Regions from separate parts of the Sus scrofa genome. Here region 2 is linked to region 1. A link is a contact called in public Hi-C data. All regions are on one chromosome and are shown on one strand. The core of a region is the stretch at or near the end of the contact, and the rest is flanking DNA. Distances in the headings are between cores, read along the strand shown. Region 1 overlaps BABAM2 (BRCA1-A complex subunit BRE). Region 2 has its middle 37 kb from the start of SUPT7L.

Region 1 (7,072 bases), core at 1,653-4,152:
GAGGAGGCAGAGGTCCTTCTGGTCCAAAGCGCTTTCCCCGACCTGTGTTCCAGGTTCCACGCTCTCAAGCCAACTCCAGGATTTTGCTCTTTCTGTGAGTTCTCTTTTCCTTCTGAGTTGCGACCTCTGGTCCCTTCGCATCATGCGGAAGAATCTCTTCCCATCAACTCCCCCTCTTGACCCCCTACTAGCCACCTCCCATCCCCCCAGGGTTTAAGTCTTGAACACCACAGAAATCGTCTTCTTCATTGTCAATTAATTCTGTGACGTGCCCGCCCTGGCTTCCCCGTACTCTAACGCAGGGATGTTTCTTTCGCTGCTTTTCTCACTCCGAGAAAAGCAGCGAAAGAAACGGTCTAGGCACCAAGACCATTAAGGACCAAAGCAAATGCTTCTACTCTCAACACTCTTGCCACCCCTGCCTTCCTGGTGGCCCTCTCTCCTGGTTCTCTCTGCTGCTTCTTCACCTCCACCCGAGTCCCCCGACCGCCAGCAGCTGCCACCTTCCCCAGAGCTGTTGTCAGTGCTCTCAGGCTATAGACTCAGCTTGAAGCGGTTCCCTGGTCCTGCGGGACGTGGCTCCCACATCTGCATCAACGAGGACGGCTCTTCCTAAGCTTCCGTCCCACACTTTTGGCTTCTTATGAACACCTCCACCTGGTTACCACCTCAACGCCTCCCCCTCAATATACTCAAACTCAGTACCCCACCCACTCACCCACCCCCGTCGTTAATTCTTGAGTTTCCACTCAGCGATCACAGCCGTCTGCGAGTCTCCCCGACTTCCTAAATCTGAGTTCATGAAGGCCTGCTGATGCCACCTCTGGAGGAGTCCTAGAATTTGTCCTTTCCTCTCCCTCCCTAATCCCACTGTGCCCCATTTTATCTGGCCTGGACTGGTTACCCCCCGCAGTTGCCCCATCCGCAGCGTCTTCGCCCTTGAATCCCATCAGACCGAGAGCATAAGTGAGATCGTGTCCCATCTGTGGTTAGAATCCTTGCTGGGCTCTTCCTCACCAGGACCTACCCTGAGCCCCTGCCACACAAAGCTCTTCCTTGTCGGGCACATTACTCTTCTGCCTCATCTCCCACTCCTCCCTGGACTCACATACCCTAAACGTGCAACTGGATGAATTAGTCCCAGTTTTCTGGGACTAATTTATCCGTCCACCAGCACACGACTCTCTCTGGGACATGCTTCCCGTGTCAGCTCCGTAGCATATTTCTACTAGCCCTTAAAGACCCAGCGCTACGACGTTTCTGCAAAACCCCGCAGACTGGGTTTTATGCACCTGTATTAGAGCATTTTCCACGCAGATGTTGTATTAATGTATCTGCCTATCTGCGCCCTGCAGCCCCCCAGACTGTAAACTCCCTGGTCTGCTCAGTCCATGGCAGATGCTCAAGTGTTTGCTTAGTTGATTCGGACAGACACAGGGCTTTTCCCTTTGACAACAAGACCAAGTTTTTAACCTCTGCATGCCCTGGCGTTCTTGGTAACAGTGCTACAGTTAGAGCAGGTGAGGATGAAACAGTTTCAGAAGTAAGTGCCAAGTGACAGAAGTGGTTAAAAGTGACTGTCTCCAAGTGGCTTGGGGCAGAGCACTTTCACTTTTCATTGAAGGCCTTTCTGGAGTATTTGCTTCTGTGGCCGTGTTCATGTTTCTTCAATAAAAGTAAAAAATATAGGGAGTTCCCACTGTGGTGCAGTGGGTTAAGAACCTGGTGTTGCTGCAGCTATGGGGTAGGTCAGAGCTGCAGCTTGGATTTGATCTCTGGCCTGGGAACTTCCTTATGCCATGAGTGTGGCCAATAAATAAATAAATGAATAAGAAGTAATAGATGTAAAATACTTTATTGGTTATGAAAAATCCATTGATATGTCTACCAAATGCAAAAGACCATTTTCCATATGTTTGAAAGGACAGGTCACGTGCCGAGGGCTTAGCTCTGGACAGGCTGCATAATGAGCATGTGCCAATGACCAGGGGGCAAGCCTAGCGTTAGGCTGCCCTCGAGGGTCACCTGGGCATCAGAGCCCTGCTTGTGAGAACAAAGCAGCAGCCCCGCAGAGAGAGTATCGCATCTGCTTCACCAAGTCTGCTTATATACAGCGATAACTCTGTGTGTTCACGCACGTGGGTATGCTGTGTTTGTGTGTATGGCTTTTTAGAAAACATGCAAAAATACTTTCAGGAAAAGAGGATTTTATTTCTCTCACTCCCTGACATGGGTACAGTGTGGAGGGGAACAAGCCTTTGAAGGTTATGTCTCCCAGTTTATGAAAACTACATATACATATACATTTTTTTAGGGCCAAATCTGGAGCATATGGACGTTCCCAGGCCAGGGGTTGAACTGGAGCTGCAGCTCCGGCCCACATCACAGCCACGGCCACGTGGGATCTGAGTTGCATCTGCGACCTACATGGCCTCATGGAGACCGTGTCAGGTTCTAAACCCTCTGGGCCACAGGAACTCCCGAAAACTAGAATTTTAATGTTAGGCTGAAGATTTGCACACACGCGCACACACACACATTTGCTTAAAGGACGTGGCCTGAGTGCCGCTTAGCTTCGTGCAGCAAGGGTGAAGCTGAGATTTCTACTGAGGACCGAACACGCGGAGCAGAGACCCTGACATCAAGAAGGCGGTGCTGCCGTGGACAGCAGCAGACCGAATGGGCACATACCAGCCAGCACGGCTCCCACACAGAGTCTGGCGAAGGCCAGAGGGGAAGGTCGATCAATCTGGGCTAAAAGCATCCAACGGCTGTGTGGGAGAAGGACCTATTTTGCTTCGGTATGTAATTTCCTCAGGCCTTAACGACCAAAGTGTACCAGCACTGAATTCCCAAAAGGGAGCTGAGTCATGGGTACCTCGGTGCTGCGTCTGCAATCTCAAGTGGGTGACTCACGTCTGTAAAATTCGGAGAGAAAGTACCAACCGACCCGTTGCTTAGTCATCCCGTGCATGGATGCTGAGTTCATGAGCTCTGTAAACTATAATGAGCCATCTAGCCTTTTACCATCGCTTTATTCTTTTCTAAACAGTACAAATTACATCTCTAAAAATAACTTCATCTATGCAAGTGAGTCACTTCGACCTGACAAGCTTCCACAAGCTACCCAGCTAAATGGTAATATTTACTTGTAAAGGTACAAATCTTACTGTATATTAGCCTCCTTTTTTTTCCCCCCCATTTTGAATTTGGTGGACTTGGGAAAGGGAGGAGGGTGTCATCAAATGTTTGAAGGAAAATATGCTTTATTCCTAACCTCTGACATGGGCAGGGGTCGGGGCTGAGGCTGGGGGGTGGGCGAAGGAATCCTTTGAAAGCTCTTTCTAACACCTTATGAAAACTAGAATTTCCGTGTTTTGAGTTGAAGATTAATGAAAGATTCTGAACTTTTCTTTTAAGTAAAGAGTGATGATTGGCCGTTGCCGGAGAAATAGCAGTAATTTCATTTACTCTAAAATCCTGACCTGTGAATTTACGACATTTTGGACAAAAGACCAGGCACGCTAATAAATGCATGTGCATGAAACATTAATCTTTACTGTGCCAGGAGCCAGTTCCCTTACCACGCCCTGGATTCTCCAGCCACACAATGAAGCTTTGGTGCCCCACCCGTTTGCTGGGTAGCTGTCCAACCCCCAGGCCTGCCTGTTGGCCTTTGGTTTGTTTGTTTGCCTTTCCCGGCCTGGCACTGCCAGCTCTCAGCAGCCCCGGCCCAGGCCTGTCCCAGTTTGGCAATGCGCACAGGGAATTCGACCTGAGGCAGGAGCAGGTTACCTGCAAGGAGCTTATAGCTTCATAAATTCAGCAGCACTATTGAAATAGCAAAGCACTGTGAACCTACACTCTGGCCGAATCAGAGAAGACAGGAAGAGTTTCTCATCAGTGTTTGGTCAGGAATGGAATTACTAAGACCTCTCTAGGCCTAGAACGTTTTCAGGGCTGTTTCAGCTTCTCCTTTAAGAGGTGAGATCACTTGACCTCAATCAGATGGCCACGTGATCAATCTCCCCCAGGGCACAGGGTGCTGGAGAAAAGAAAGATCCCTGGCCTATCTGCAAATTCCCCAGGAAATGCCCTATAAAGCCCACTGCATGGGTCTAACTGGGCTGAGGCTAAATCACATTGAATCCTTCCATCTCCTGTTCATCTGACTTGTCCCAAGGAGGTCACCTAGAGTCACCTGGTCTCTGCTCTTCACCCCAGGGAGCAGCTGTCCCCTGTGGTGGCACCTACTGCATGCAGCCCGTTGGGTCTGGTCCTGTCTATAAGATCTTCACTAATTCAGCTTCGGCCCTGGGCGCCTGCTGTGGCCTGAGCACTGCCCCCAGGAGCTGTCCCTCATCTACACCCGCTGTGGGCTCTACCTCACTCTGGCTCCCCTCCAGGAGTCATTCCCACACGTTTGCTGTTCCTCAACCTCCTTAAGCCTCTCCTCTTTCATCACTTGCAAACGGTGGTGGAGACATTGACCTCTCAGGGTGCGATGCTACAAAGACACCTGTAAATCAGAATGCGTTATGGAGTGTGCTCTGACCACTGGGTTGCTGGGCTCCTACTGAGCGCCTGTGGAGCCCTGTGCATAATAATAACAACATAATTGAAAGATAACTTAGCTGTAGTTGTCCTGGACCCAGGCAAGCAAATTAATCAGAATAATGAAGCAAACATGCATGACAATTAAAGAACCATTCTGTAGAATCTCTGTTAAAGTCTCCTAATTGTGTTATTCAGACTGAGACGGAGGTGATCAGCTTAGAGAGAAAACTGGAGCTAGGTTTTAAGAAATGGTGCAAGAGGAGTTCCCCTCGTGGCGCAGCGGAATCGAATCCGACTAGGAACCATGAGGTTGCGGGTTCGATCCCTGGCCTCGCTCATTGGGTTAAGGATCCAGCGTTGCCGTGAGCTGTGGTGTAGATCACAGACACGGCTTGGATTGGGCGTTGCTGTGGGCTGTGGTGTAGGCTGGCAGCTGTGGCTCTGATTGGACCCCTAGCCTGGGAACCTCCATATGCCATGGGTGCAGGCCTACAAAAGAAAAGCCAAAAGAAATGGGGCAAGAAATATACGGGGGCGGGGGGGGGAATGGAAGCAGGGGGGGCGGGTCGAAGAGACAGCAAAGAGGCCAAAGCTGAGTGAGAGCGAAAGCCTGGTGTGCAGGAGAGGCCAGTGGGCACTTCTGCGCGGAAGAGAAACACAATGCAAGTGGCATTTAATACAATTAATCAGGCGGCAGGGCTCAGAAGCGACAAACCAACCAGCTGGCCCTGAGATGATCCTGGAGTGGGGTGACTGGCTATAAACCCGGGCGGGCAGAGGCATGGGAGTGGATATATATCGCCTGCATTTCTGGAGCGCAGGACGGGTTCCCAGCGGCTCCCAGGTGATTTAATCTTCACAGCCCCCCTGTGAAGCAGGCAGGATAAGCAGCAACATCATTTCAGAGATGAGGAAACAGACTCAGGGCCAGTACGCGGTGAGGCTAGGAACTCAACCCAGGTTTTCTGACTGTGGGTGAGAATTCTTTCTACTACGCGGGCGGTTCTCAAGACTAGCAATGCATCGGACCTACCTATGCGGCTATTTTTAAAATACACAAGGTCAGCAATCCACTCCCCACTCACTGCCCTTTCTGGATTACTAGAGGCAGGGAGGGAGGGGTTCAAGGGGTCAGACGTTTTCAAGGCTTCGAGGGCTGAAACCCGGTGCGGCCCAAGTAGATGAAGGGGGTAAAAAAAGAGGAGAAATGACACTCCATTCCAAGGTTTGGAGGCTCCGTTTCAGGAGTCGGGTCCATGCCAGGCACAGCAGAAGAGGCTCAGTCCAGGGAATCTGGGAAAAGCCATCTTCTAGCCTGGGATGCTGTGTCCGCCCCCTGGGTCTGTCTTAGCTCCTCTCCTTTATCTTCACCAGCCAGAGTAAAAGTTCTGCATTCTTCCAGAAGACTGGCTGAGAGCAGGGGCTGTGAAGAGGGCCTCGGGTGCTGGCGGCCTTCCCGCGCTCCCAGCCTCCTGATGCGCTCTCATCACCCCACGCGCCACTTCAGCCCCGTCAGTCCCCAGCTCACACGGCGTCTTTGAACGTCCTCCAGTTCCACAGATCTCCAGGGGTCCCGACCCCCTGTGGGCGTTCTCGATCTCACAGACCTCCCTGCTAGACAACTTGAACCTGCCGGCATCGCCATCTCAGCACCACCTGTATTTCCCACCAGGAAGAGGCTTAGTGACTATTTGTTGACGTTATGTGGTAACCATGGAATCCGGACCAAACTGAATCAACTGTCCAGTTCTCAGCTTTTTGCTCTACCCCCATCCCCCTTTGGAGCCAACAGAAACTTCTCGCAAGCTTCACTCACACCAGGGCCTGAATCCTAGGGATGGCCCACACATGCTTTCCCCTTATTTTGAGCCTTTGTTCGAGCAATAGGTCCCCCCCACCCCCCACCCCCTGCCACCCCACCACCCTGCAACCTTTTACTATATGGGATTCATCTTCCACTCTATTTCCCTGTCTGGGGCTACACATTTTAAAAGATTTTGCCTTCGCAACCATTTCCCCCCGAAATATCCACATTACTACACCAAACAGACACAATTCCAAATCGAAGCAAAAAACCTTGATATTTCATTTCAGCTTGTACAGCTTCATCATAGAAAAGTATGTGATTCCTATTAGGCTTTTTGAATTATAGCTCTGAACATGGACTTCCACTGCTGCTTCTGTGAATAAACTGGTCTAAATACTAGACAGGACCTCTTATCTCCTGTTTATCATGCCATACCCGACCTGCACGGCGGACTCTGAAAACCTCTTGGATGCTTTCCCCAAAGAATTCTCCCAATTTTCTACCAGCTAACATAACTCCCCCTTCTCCTCCCCTCTTTAAAGGTCTTGGTACCCATTGTATCTCGACTTTCTACAAACACGCCAACCGAAACTCAATACCCTTGACAGCAGAAACCACCTCTAATATCTGCCATGTGCCTAGAACTAGAGGAGCAATCCTTTGAAATTATTAAACGTTACTGATTAGCATATGTTCCTTATGCTCAGC
Region 2 (7,072 bases), core at 3,133-5,632, 540 kb after region 1:
CAAGCACAGGAGATGCAGCAGTGCCGGCTGGTGAGGGGAACTGTTGAGTCAGTGTCTGGATGGCCCTGCCACCGGGCTGAAGGGGTGACAGCAGAGCCCCGGGAGGTCCTCTCAGTCCACTCCCAGCCAGGGGGCCCGCTAGGTCAAGGACCAGCTGGCTGGGCCCAGAAGATCACTGCCCTGGGACCTCATCAGCTTCTCTGCAGGACTTGGGCCCCAGGGCTTAATAGCCACCTGGGCAGTGAGAATCACCTCACCTGTCAGCTGACAATGTGTTGAAAAGTGGTGGTGGCGGGGATGTGTGTTGCGGCCAAAGGTCACGATACAACCCAGAGATCCTTCCTTCTGAAAAGAGTATTTTGAGCCCAGTAGATCTTAGTTGGAATCTAGACTCTTCTTCTACTTCCTAGCTGTGTGACTTTAGGCAAATGCCTCAACCTTTCTGAGTCTTAGTTTCCTCATCTATAAACTGGAGTTCACAATGCTCTTTCACAGAGGGGCCCTGAGGGCCAAAGGAAACCAGATCTGCTGATGGCTGGTGCAGTATTTGGGATTTAGTTAAGTGCTAGATTAGGGGAAATCCTTATTCCATTATGAAGTAGCAGCTTTAATTGTTTAAAATCCGGTCTGATTTTCTTTTTTTTTTGTCTTTTTGCCTTTCTAGGGCCGCTCCCGCGGCACATGGAGGTTCCCAGGCTAGGGGTCGAATCGGAGCTGTAGCCTCCCGCCTACACCAGAGCCACAGCAACGCAGGATCCGCGCCGCGTCTGCAACCTACACCATAGCTCACGGCAACGCCGGGTCCCTAACCCACTGAGCAAGGGCAGGGACCGAACCCGCAACCTCATGGTTCCTAGTCGGATTCGTTAACCACTGCGCCACGACGGAACTCCCCAGTCTGATTTTCTAGTCGTTTTTCTTAGTAGGGTTAGAAGGTCAATACCAGTCACCTTCCACTTTCCGTGATAGCCACTTGCGAAACTGTTTACAGAATCAGATGTTGTGTCCTGCTCCCTCCTCCTTCCTTTCCACACTGTCATTCTGAAACACAGACACCAGCCTTAAAATCAGAACCCAGATCTTGACTTTTCACCTGTTCCACTCATCATTGATTCAGTCAAGAATCATCAATGGTGGAAAAGTTGGATGAGGGCAGAGTATTCACAGGCTTAAAGTATCTCCTCTGAAGTTACTCATTAATTACGAAGGGGGCAAAACAGTAACTTTACAGTGGAGAAACCTAGCAGACACCTCCCTACGCAAGTGATGGAAGTTAACGTCACCAGTAGGGAACAATCGGAGTCATGCTGGCTCCTGATAGGATGCACTGAGGCCCACAGCATCACCTCTGTGAGATTCCTGCCAACAAATGCCTGGTTTCAATCTGGTCGGAGTGAACATCAGACTAACCCAAGCTGAGGGCTGTTCTACAAAAGGCCTGGCCCAGATTCTTGAAAAATATTGATGGCATGAAAGAGAAAGGAAGCTGAGGAACTGTTCTACATCAAAAACTGAAGTGATATAACTAAAGGATTTAAAAAGAATGTGTGATCTGGATTGGATCCTAGACTAGAAAAACGTATATATCGTTATAAAGAACATTACCGGAACAATTAGGTAGTTTTAATATGGCTGGACTTTGAATAATGCATTATATCAATATTAAGTTCCCTGATTTTGATTTTATGTAAAAGAATTTCCTTGCGACATTCATACTGAAGTGTTTAAGGGTTTGCAACTTTCTCTAAAATAGTCCAAAGAAAGTATAAACATGTACAAATACATGCAAGCAGAAAGAAAGCATCAAAACAAATGCAGCAAAATGTTTGCGCCTGCTGAATTTGAGTGAAGCGTACACAGGAGTCCTTTGTACTAGTCCTGCAGCCTTTTGGTAAGCTGAAATTATTTCAAAAGAAAAAGGAAAAAAAGAAGAAAAAGCCTGAGCCAGGGTTAGTTAGAGCCAGTTGGAGCCAGGCACAGAGCCTCTCGGCATTTGGCCTGTAGCGTGAAGCACAGAGAGTCCTGACTTGAAGATGAGGTTCAAACCCTGCCCTGCCAACTGCCAGATACTTACCATCCCTGGATGTCTGTCTCTTCACTCCAAAATGTAGATAATGCTAATAACATCTCTCCGTTAGGGTTGCCAAGAGGACGAAATGAGGCAGTCAGTGTGAAAACACAGCACAGGCCAAAATATTCGCGTATTCTACAAGGATGAGCTGCTACGCGTCCAGAGGTGGAAAACGCAAACAGAATTCTTGCCCTCAGGTAGGCTGATACTCAGATCAGAAAGGTGGAAGATAACTGACTAAATGAAGGGCAGAACATAATTCCAAGCTGTTATAGATTCTAGGAGGGTGACAGAGTGTGGCCGGAGAGCCGGCGAGGGATGGGCAAGCCTACCACTCACAGGGTGGTCAGGGAAAGCCAGACTGAGGAAATGCCATCCAAGCTGAGCTTGAAACACAAGAAGGCAGGAGGAATTGGCGGTGTAGGTGGTGGGAACAGCAGGAGCAAAGGTCCTGAGGTGGCTGAGAACTTGGCATATACAAGAAATGTGACCTTCTCTCCTCAGCTAGAGCATTTACAGCTCCTAGTGCGTTCCTTGAGGGAAGAGCCGCACAGCACCCCGCACAGACTGGGCACTGGTCCGATGAATGAATAAGCAAACAGGTGTCCTTTGGTTTCAGTATTTGCCTCTACATCTCCCCTCTCCCCGCCCTTAGCTGCACTGTGGAGTGAAAAGGAAGGAGGCTGCTCAACTGGAGGCTCTGGAGTTTTCCTCTCTGTGGGCAAATTGCTTAGATCACAGAGCCACAAGGACCCCAAAGTCCCACACTCCCACCTGTCACAGTCAAAGGAAGAGCCTCGGGACAGACTTGCCAGAACCCATGGACCTGGTTGGATGGGGGCCCACGTCTAGTGCTTTCCTAGCCCTGAAGCCTGCCTTGTTTATTTGTTCAACAGGTTTGTTCAGCCATGGCACAGCCTGTTCTGACTCTGGAACATTTACAAGATGAGCCAAAAAATCACAAAAAAATGGTTTGCTCTCGGAGCTAAAGGGCGGGGCAGCCAGGGTGGGAGACTAACTTTTTGGCTTGTCCTTTGCGATCTTTTTCCCTCCTGCCCTCAGGAACCAAAGGGACTTTAATGGGGTTTCCTGCCTCAGTCTTTCCAGAACCAGCATGTGACCAGACTAGAACATTCACCTGTAAGACTCCTGGTTCTCAGCTGCACCCTCATCAGCTCTGTTCCAAACCCCAGCTTCCACCCTCTGAGTTCAAGCCACAGCCTGATCCACCTGACCAGCCCGGGTATGGAGGCACTGGGCCCAGCACCTGGATCCTTCTGCCCCCTCTGCCTGCAGTAATCTTTCTCCCTGATTGTGAGCTCCTGTTTGTCCTTCAAAACCCAGGTGTCATGTCACCACCTCTATCTAAAACCTTGAATGGACTCCCCAGGGAGTCTGCCGGCTACTTTTTAAAAATTTAAAGAGCCCAACCAGGATAATCAGGATAGCTACAATGCTAAATTTTGTTGCTTTTGTCAGACTGGATACTAGCTCAGTATAGCCCTGTTAGTTATTGTTGAGCAGAAGTACTTATCTGCAGTTACATAAATATCTGGCTACAAAAAACTTGGAAAGGACCCCCGTAAAAATGCAATTTGTCTGGCTGACAACATAATTTATTTACACCTTAATTATTCATTAATTAAGGATGGCAGAAGGGCTGGGGTAAGGATGACAAAAGGAATCCCAGTGGTAAAAAGGTGACTCTGAGATCCTACATAGCCTTTGGGTGCAGGTGCTGGCTGTCTCATTTCCCCAAAAGGCTTAGTACACAGTAGGTGCTCAGAAAGTCCTCATTGAATATTGTGTGTGAAGATGTAGGAGTATGTGAGGATGATGACACTGGGGTCGCTGAAGCTACTGTCCACCCCAGTTGGCTGTCCCATAGGCACTAGATTCGGAACAACTCAAAGCTGTCCTCCCTGGGCTCTTTATCCTCAACCGGGAGACATGCCAGTGCCTTGCACGCACCCAAGTAGCACTAAGGCTGGTCAGGACTTGGGGACAGGGCTGTGTATTCCGGAGCCCCTCCAGGGAGCAGGGGTAACAGCCTGGATTCCAACACCCACGGCAGCCCCCCTGCCCCTTTGCTCCAGGCAGCTCCGCAAGAAGCCTCGTCTGGCCAGCTGTGGGAGGTGCCATTCTCTTTCATTGCCAAGATTAGCTCAGACCTTAAAAATCACAGCCTGGCGCCTGCTCTTCTCATGACAAGGGAAAGAGTAGATGTCAGAAGCCTCCTTAGGTATCTGGAAGAGAACAGCTCCCTCCGCTCCCTCCCTTCCTTGTATGAGGTCATTGAACCAGGATGACAAAGCAAACAGTGATGTGTTGGGACTTGTTCCCGGACTCATTCCAGGGTTTCTCCAGCCCCTCCCTCCTCCTCCTCCTCCTCGCAGAATGGCAGACCCAGGTGTGGACAACAAACTGAACTGGATTTGGTCCTGGGGATCTGGGAGACAGACCCTAGTTGGGAGGCATCCTCTGTGATGGTGAAGAGGTCCCGAAAGACCCTGGTGGAAGTGGGAATGGGAGTATTAGCTCCAGTGGACACCTGCACAGTCCTCCAGGCTTCCGTGTGCTTTCATGTATTCTCACATGTGTTAAGGGGGGCAAGAATTCTTTTCTGACTTTACAGATGCGAAAACTGAGACTTGTGTATAGTCAGCAACTTAATCAGGGTTACATGGCTTGGGTGACAGAGCCAGACTTCAGATTAGTTTTGTGACTCTAGTTACAACACCTTCCCACCTCACCACAGTTCCTTCAACTTCACTCATTGGTACACCTCCTTTACACTTGGTACCGTGTTGCAGGCCACCGTGCATTATTGGCTTCATGTTCTTCTTCAAATAAACTCACTTTAAAAATTGACCTCAGGGGGGAAAAAAAAAAAAAGAAAAAGAAAAAAGAAAGGAGCTCCCTGGTGCTCAGTGGGTTAAGGATCTGGCATTGTCACTGCTGCGGCTCTGGTATAGCTGTGGCGCAGGTTTGATCCCTGGCTCTGAAGCGGAACTTCCACATGCCAAAAGTGTGGCAAAAAAAAAAAAAAAAAAATTTTTTTCACCACATTCTACACCATACATATACATGTGTGTACGTAAGTATATATTCCTATACGTAACTGCTAAAATTAGATATTTTTTCATTCTCCTCCCCTAAAGGCAATTCCCATAAGGCTGCGCAATTTGAGAAACTGCCCAAATGTCCCCCGCCCTCGCGGCATTGCTAACGATAGATCTTTATAGGCTGGTAGCCAAGTGGCTGCCCTTGTTGAAATGCTCTGCCAGTAGGATCACTCAGGGCTGCCACTGTCATTGTTAGGGCTGTGCCTCCAAATCACAGAATTACTGAATCAGGAGGGATAAGAGAGAGATCATGGAATCCAACTCCTAAAGGGCAGAACCTTATACAGCACACCCACTCAGAGCCCTCAAGATTAAGGGAGCACCATTCCAAGACAAAAAGAGGAACCAGATGTAGTCTTTGCTCCAGAAACTCGCAAAGCTTACAAACATAAACTACTGAAAACTAGAAGGAATAAGCAGAGGATCTGGAATCGTGGTTCCACCATGAACTTGGCATGCCTTTGAGCAAGTCTCTTCCGGTTTCTGAGCCTCAGTTTCCTTAAACAGAGGTGATAGTGTCTCCTCTTTTTACCTTTTAAGTCTGATAAATAAAAATTCAGAGTTTGGAAATGAGTGATATATCAAAATATCAATCAAATTAGATACAATTTTTGTCAATTGTTCCTCAATAAAGACAGCGCGGGGGGGGGAGACAAGTGTGAAAAATTCTCTGTAAGACAGTGTGTAAGTAATAGATAGGCAATGCCTAAACTCCTCCATAAAATATTTGCATTATAACTAGAGAAAGACTTTCTCCAGGTGGAACTAAGCACCAGAAACAGGCTGAGAAGACACTGGTGACCTGACCCAGCTTGCTGCCCCAAACCCTTTCAGAATCCTGATTTTGAGAGAGTTCAGGATCTGATTGTTACTCTTGCTTTGCTTTGAAACGCTCGTCTACTGGCTTTGAGCCCCACCTGCAAATTGCTGCATAGTGATGGGTCTTTACTGCCCTCTTGTGGTCACTTCTTGCCACAGTTGCACTGACTTTTGAAGCGGTGTGCGTGACAGCCAGAGGAAACCAGAGCCAAGCCTCACGATCAAGATTTTCCAGAGCCAGCAGAGGACTTAAAGCCCAAATTAAAACCATCTGCTGGAATCCAGAGCTTCTTGACGGGAAGGGGTAGTTTCGCTTGATTTTGCCCCAAGTAGGATAGGAATCCAAGCCTCTGCCTGCACTAACCCTGTTAAGACGGTTATCGCCTAGACTGTCCAGCTTGTCTGGAACAAATTCTGGAAATGAAAGCAGCTCAAAGGTCCCTTCTCCGCCCCCAAAACCCAAGGGTAGAAAGGTCCAGGACTAGAACTTGCCCTCCAACCCTCACCCCTGTAAAGCAACAGTTAACAGAGCACCTATTTTGTGAACTGGGAGGTGCAATGAGGAACAGGTAGCGTACAAAGTGAGATGGTTCCTGTCCCCAGCTCATAAGGCTCGCAAACATAAATGACCCAAGCACACTGCATACATACAATTAACGGATATGGGACCATCCGAGCAAGGGCCAGAAATCAAAGTGCTGTAGGGCTAGTGGGGAAAGAGAGCCTACTAACAAGCAGGGGAACAAGAGCTTCCTGAAGACAATGAGACTCAAGACAGTGAGACTCATTTAAAGAAATGAGCAGGACCTTACCTAGCAGACGTTAGCAAGATCACAATGATGCTGATAATAACTACATTTGGGGGAGCCAACTGTGTCCAGCGTGGCTAAAATTTGAGAGATGGCTCAGTTATTTAATCTCGACAGCGATACTGAGGTATTTTCCCTATTTAAGAGCCCAGGAAACCAAAGTTCAAGGCCATGTACAGCAAGTCTTGATGGCAAATATTGGAAGAATTAAAAGCAAAAGTTGTGTTTGGGTCAAAGAGTCTATTATT

Evidence for each region. Hi-C and Micro-C count contacts between places; a contact is called where the count stands out from the background.
Region 2: a contact with region 1 is called in a Hi-C map of embryonic fibroblasts, with 3 times the contacts expected there. A contact is called at or near these places in 6 of 47 Hi-C or Micro-C datasets (adipocytes, embryonic fibroblasts, fibroblasts and 1 more) and 1 of 2 datasets of targeted methods (skeletal muscle).

Annotation. Positions count from the first base shown.
Region 1 is chr3:110,956,464-110,963,535 of Sscrofa11.1, forward strand. All of the region lies in intron 10 of BABAM2 (BRCA1-A complex subunit BRE), which reads right to left. Among named protein-coding and RNA genes, the nearest start is that of FOSL2, 120 kb to the left of the region's middle.
Region 2 is chr3:111,491,574-111,498,645 of Sscrofa11.1, forward strand. No RefSeq gene overlaps it. Among named protein-coding and RNA genes, the nearest start is that of SUPT7L, 37 kb to the right of the region's middle.